2 separate regions of the Gossypium hirsutum genome follow, and region 1 is linked to region 2. A link is a contact called in public Hi-C data. All regions are on one chromosome and are shown on one strand. The core of a region is the stretch at or near the end of the contact, and the rest is flanking DNA. Distances in the headings are between cores, read along the strand shown. Region 1 has its middle 25 kb from the start of LOC107903554. Region 2 holds the start of LOC107903556 (probable E3 ubiquitin-protein ligase HERC3).

Region 1 (3,004 bases), core at 99-2,598, 83 kb after region 2:
CAAATTTTAAAATTAACCTACTTCCTTAAAAATTAACACAAAATCCTAATTTAAAAAAAAAAACTTAATATGTCTAAAATTTACCTCTCCAAACCCATTTCAGTTTGGTCTTCAATTTAATTTGCTTTTTCTTTGTTTTTTTTTATATATATATAGAAACAGAGAAGTCCTTTATTTGTGATCTCATCCAATAGATTGTAATTTACTAATTTTAGCAATTTCACTTTTGTCAATCAAGTGTGCACATGATTTCAAGACGTTTTAATAATATACTTTTTTTCACGTGATTTCTTTTTGAAATTTTGTTTCTAGGGATTTGTTTTTAACAAAAAAGCTGTGCAGCTTAACATAATATTAATTCATGGTTTCAGTTAATGTTGGTTCATTTATTTATTGCTTAATTAAAAAAAGAAAACAGCAATTGCCCAGACATTCTCTCTGGAATTTCCATTAGTAATTAGTTGTTCTATAAAATAATAAAAAGGAGAAAGAAGAGACCAAGAATTCTGTATTTAAACCATCCATCTATATGTTCTTTTGTTTTTTTAAATCCAAAATTTCTTTTCAAATTTAATTAAACTAATCTAAATTTTCTCTTAAATTTTAAAATTTTTAGTGATTTGCCCTATTAATTTGGATTTTCGAGCTATTCTAAATATAAAATTTCAACTATTGTGATGAATTTTTTAAATTTTTTTTGAGTTTGTAGATGCATTTGATTTAAACTAAAAAAAATAAAAATCTAATGGAGCAAAATTCAATTTCATTATTTAAAATTATGCATATTGTGTTATTTAGGAGTATTTCTCTATTGATATTGCAATTGAAAATTACATTTCAAAAATGCTTTTAAATATTTTAAATAATGTGATATAATGATACATGAAATATAAAATTTAAATATTTTTTAAGTAATTAATATAAATTATTTATAAAATTAATGATACATTATATTTAAATAATTTAATAAAATAATACATAAAATATAAATTAATCTAATTTTTTATATATATTTTAAATCATTAATATATAAATAAAAATATTTTGATATATTTCACTCTTAAATGTAAAAAAACAAAAAATAAATAAATTTCAATTTTTACGTTTTTGACTACAAAATTCAAGTATTTTTCATTGTTTTTATGATGAAAAAACACTTAAAATTCCAAAACTAATGAAGAAGAGGCCTTAGTTTTTTATTGAAATTAATTTATTAAAATTTAATTAATAGCATAAGATTCTCAGTTTTACCCAATAATATTTTCACAAAATTCGAATATCTGACGTTGGATAATTGGATTGAAGCATAAAAGTAGAGAAGAGAAAAGACAAATACCAACCGACAAGCGCACATGGAAATCCAGATCATGAACTGTGAAGATCCGTACGTTTCACATGTGAAGAAGATAAGTACACAAAAACAATGTAATTAGCTTACAACAATATTTATTTATTTGTTTCTGAAAGTAAATCAAAGAAAATATTGAAAAGAAAATACGGGAGATTTAGTGAGAGGAGAAGTAGCTTATCGGCCATACTTGTCAGTAAAACATCAACAACAAAACATGGAATTTAAGATTTTATAAATGTCTGTTGGGAATCTTTGTTTGGATTATTTCAACATCTTTTTTTGTTTTGTTGTTTGGTATTTTTTTGTTGACAAATATTCCACATTATCTGTTGGGAAATTCAAACCATTCATTTCGAGTGAAGATTGTCATGCTGGTTTTACTGTATATATTTTATGTTTGTAATTATTATTTTTTATCTTTAGAAATACAATATATATTATCGCTACATAATTAAATGTAAGGCTAAAATTTAAAGTTATTTATGAATTATATTAAGTTAAAAGGTAAACTATATAGATAGTTATTTAACTATAAAAAAAATATTATTTTAATTATCTAAAATAAAAAATTCATAATTTAAGTACGGACGTTACATAGTTCGACCATTTTGATCACCCCGTTAAAATCACAAATGACAAGTTACTAATTAAAAAAATCTTTATAATAACAACTTTGATCCTTGACTTCAGTATAAGAATACTTATTAAATTTAAATATTAGAGTTTGACTCAAACGTACATCCCAAAATAACCATGATTAAAGGAAAACATAAACAATTATTAGGAAACAAAAAAGAAATTGTAATTGATATTGTTGTTGAAAATTTCATCCCTACCTCGTACCCAGATGATCATATTTGAAAAGAAATAACGAATCAAAAAACATAGTGTCCACGTTGAGCCCACATGAAGTGGTGAATGGGCGGGCCATTTAAGTTGCTTCAGTTGGACTCTATTTGCTTTTCACGAACATCGAATATTTGAATCAAATGGTGGGGGTGAATTATCGCAGCCGAGGATGGTTCACTGGTCATATGTGATGATTTTGTACAATCGTTTACTGCTCAATCTATACATTATATTACTAAATTTTCCTCATTCAACTTCAATAAGTTATAAAATATCAATTTATTATTTAAAAACTTTATTTTAATTATTGGGTTAGTAAAATAGTTATTGCATGTCTTTCTTTTTTTGTAACTCTTGCACTAATCGAATGCTCTTATTCTCATTTTCTACAATTTAATATTCATAAACATTGACCGTTAGTTCGACTTGAATCTAAGATATGCTCTTCAAATCGTCAATGGGTATCAATCTACCATATCGATCGTCAAATGGTCGTTTAATGTACTTTAGAACTCTAATAGTCATTACAAGTAGAGGTTTATTTATACTTCCTATGTCTATAAATATAAACTTTGGAGAAGCATTGTAAACATCCCTATTGATGAATAAAAATACATTCTCTTTTGCTCTCCCATTTTACTTGTTCTTTTACTTTATTTATTATTTATTTTATAACACATTATCAACACAATACTTCCAAAATTTTCTAACCTTTTTCTTCTTAAACAAAATTCTGAAAATAATTAAAATTTCTCAATCCCAACCAAGACCAAACACATGCATGAAAGGTTGGATTCTTCTTTC
Region 2 (2,845 bases), core at 297-2,796:
GATTTCAACACCAATGGAGACGAATGCCAAACTTTGTGTAGTTGAAGGAAAATTAAATTAATGCTACTGAATATAGCCTTTACAATTGGAATAGTTAGTCACTTTATGTAGAAGCCAAAGAAACCTCATTTAGAAGTTGTTCATCGAACAATGAGGTATGCCAAAAGCACACTTGACCGTGGCTTATATTATAGGAGCAGGACGTGTGAATTAGTAAGACACTGTGATACAAATTAAGCTGGCAATCATGACACATGACTATCGACCATTAAATATGCTTTCAGTTTGGGATCCATTACCATCTCTTGATGCAGCAAGAGACAACCTAACTTTTTTCTCTCTCGCTCCCGATCCTTCTCATTGTCTCTAGAAAAAAAATCAAACTTATCATCATCCATCATTATCTAAACTTATACATTAATTAAAACAATAATATATGTATAAATAGACTTGCATTGAGCGGACTTAGGGAAAGTATAAATGAAAAAGGATTATATGAAACTGGTATATCATGTTAGTTGTATCCTTTTCCTACAATTTATTGTCATTTCAATATTTTCATCTTAAATTTTAACGTATCATGTTTGATTTGATTTTTTTCAGGATAATAATATTAAAATTTAAAGGAAAATGCCGTAAACTTTTCATTATATGTACGTGAGTTAGAAACAATTAAATGAATTGATAGCTTTCTTAAAGCTTTGGTATTATTGCTTCTTTAAACATTCAAGCTAATTTTATCTTCTATTCAATTTAATCCCTCATTTCTTTTGCATAAATTATTTTATATTTGCTCCCTCAATTACTTCAACTGTTAAAAACCACATTAGACAACCACAAACTTTCAATACAAACTATAAAATCAACATAAAAAAAATTAAAAACCTAATAAATAGCTAATTTTAAAATTTATATAAAATATTTAAAATAATGGAGTTGTGGTTTCCACGTGGCAAGTTTTTAGGACTTCACGTGTCAATCAATATTCGGACAAAATAGAAGGGGAGAGCGACAGGTAGTGGAAATCCACGACGAAACACAAAAACGGACCAAAGCTTCCGATTCGTAGATTTTGTGCTGTAAACCAGAAAACAAATACCCAGCTCCACCGGTTTTGGCGTCAGTTAGCCAATCCTCGTTCGACACGTCAACTGAAAGAAAAAACTTTCTCATCCGTGTTGAGATGTTATTGATTCTCTTCACATGGTTATCTTAGGATTGATTGTATCAAACAAATTTTTAGATTTTAATATGCCGTCCCCTTATGTATCAAGCTAAGAAACAGGCTTACAACTACGTTTTGTCTAATTTAAGAACATAAAATCATTTTTATAATGTTCCCACCAATTATAACCATAACATAAGAAAAGTCATATAAAAATCGAATTAATGGAGACAAAATATGTATATAAATTTTAATTTTTATTTAAATAATATTTTGAATTAACTTGATCCAAATAAATTTGATTTAAATAAATCGAGTTTACTTGATAGTTACTATTATTGTTTATAAAATGAACCGATTATGCTTATTTTTAGATTTTTTAATGATTAAGCAAAAAAAAAAAAACCGCTACTATAAGATTCAATGCGGAAAACCTTGGTTGGCAGTATCTTTTCCTTCATGCCTTTATTTACATATCCTTTTTCATTTTTTAATTTAATTATTTTACAAATAACGTACTTTTCAGCTCAATTTTCCACTTCCAATTTTTCGGTGGAAAAAGAAAAAGAAAAAGAAAAAGCAAGAAAGGAAGAATCCTTCTTTTGGTAGTGATCGATCTTCACTGATTTTTTTTCTTTAATTGTTTCTTTCTTCAATCCAATCTCAAACTTTTGAAATTCTGGTAATCCTTTGTTTTTTAAATCCATTTTATGCAGATTAATTTAAAAAAATTCTGAATTTCTCATTCTCTTAACAACGAAAATCAACGGTGATCTAGTGATCCGATCCATCCCATCTGATGATTAGTTTCCAATCAAAGCATCAATCGCAATTGAATTTCTCAATTCTCCTTCCTTCCGATGCTTTCTTTATAATTTGTTTTAATTGCTTAAGATTTCGCCTCAAATTTGATAATTTTTCTTTTTCTCTTGTTTCTTTTTCTTAGAAATCGAAACCCTAAATCCGTTACATTTCCAGTTAAAAGAAAATCAAAAAATTTTCAATGGCTGATCGGAGTAGGTTATTTTCGATTGACGATCTACCGTCGCATCTAATTTTGGAAATTTTAACGTCCGGTAAACGGTTAAGTGCCGTTGACCTAGTGTCGCTGGAGCTGACTTCGAGAACATTCGGAGGGTGTCACGATGTTTGTCCCACGAAATGCAGGTCGCTGGTTGATTTAGCCGCGTTTCAATTGTGCATGACGAATGGGATATATATAGGGATGAATTGTAGTAGTCAAAGGGACATTTTTGAACGGTGTGATGGGAATTGGAAGCGACTTTTGAGGTTTTTGCAATCAGTAGAGCAATTGTCGGACATGGTCCAAACCTCTGCAGGCAATGTAACTATTTCTTTTTCTTTTTTTTAATATATTAATTTTGATCATTTTGCTTTTAGAATTAATAATTTTTTGTACTTTTGCCTGTTAACTTGAGAAATGGCTCAGAAGTTAGTTGGGATTTAGTTTCTGTTTGGTTTCTTATGGTTTGCTCTTTTTGGTGTGTTCGGATATAAATAGAAATACTAGTTCTGAAGGAATTTAAAGTTACATTCAGTTTTTGTGAATATTAAAATGCCTGGTTTTTAGTTTTATATGGAGAATTATGATTTAACTGGTTAGCATAGATGATTTAAAGCAATTTCCGGGGCAACATGAAGGAAATAGCAGAAAGTAAG

Evidence for each region. Hi-C and Micro-C count contacts between places; a contact is called where the count stands out from the background.
Region 1: a contact with region 2 is called in a Hi-C map of leaf, with 10 times the contacts expected there. The contact joins the enhancer-like site here to the promoter of LOC107903556 in region 2. A contact is called at or near these places in 9 of 34 Hi-C or Micro-C datasets (callus, fibers, hypocotyl and 2 more).

Annotation. Positions count from the first base shown.
Region 1 is chrD05:60,947,958-60,950,961 of Gossypium_hirsutum_v2.1, forward strand. No RefSeq gene overlaps it. Among protein-coding and RNA genes, the nearest start is that of LOC107903554, 25 kb to the right of the region's middle. Within about 2 kb of position 1,349, at least 2 of the 9 cell types and tissues checked have an H3K27ac peak or open chromatin away from gene starts, as enhancers often do. A contact at or near this core is called in fibers and leaf, where this site is marked.
Region 2 is chrD05:60,865,196-60,868,040 of Gossypium_hirsutum_v2.1, forward strand. LOC107903556 (probable E3 ubiquitin-protein ligase HERC3) reads left to right here and starts at 1,547. Exons shown (of 6, transcript XM_016829637.2): 1 at 1,547-2,510. The coding sequence starts at 2,169.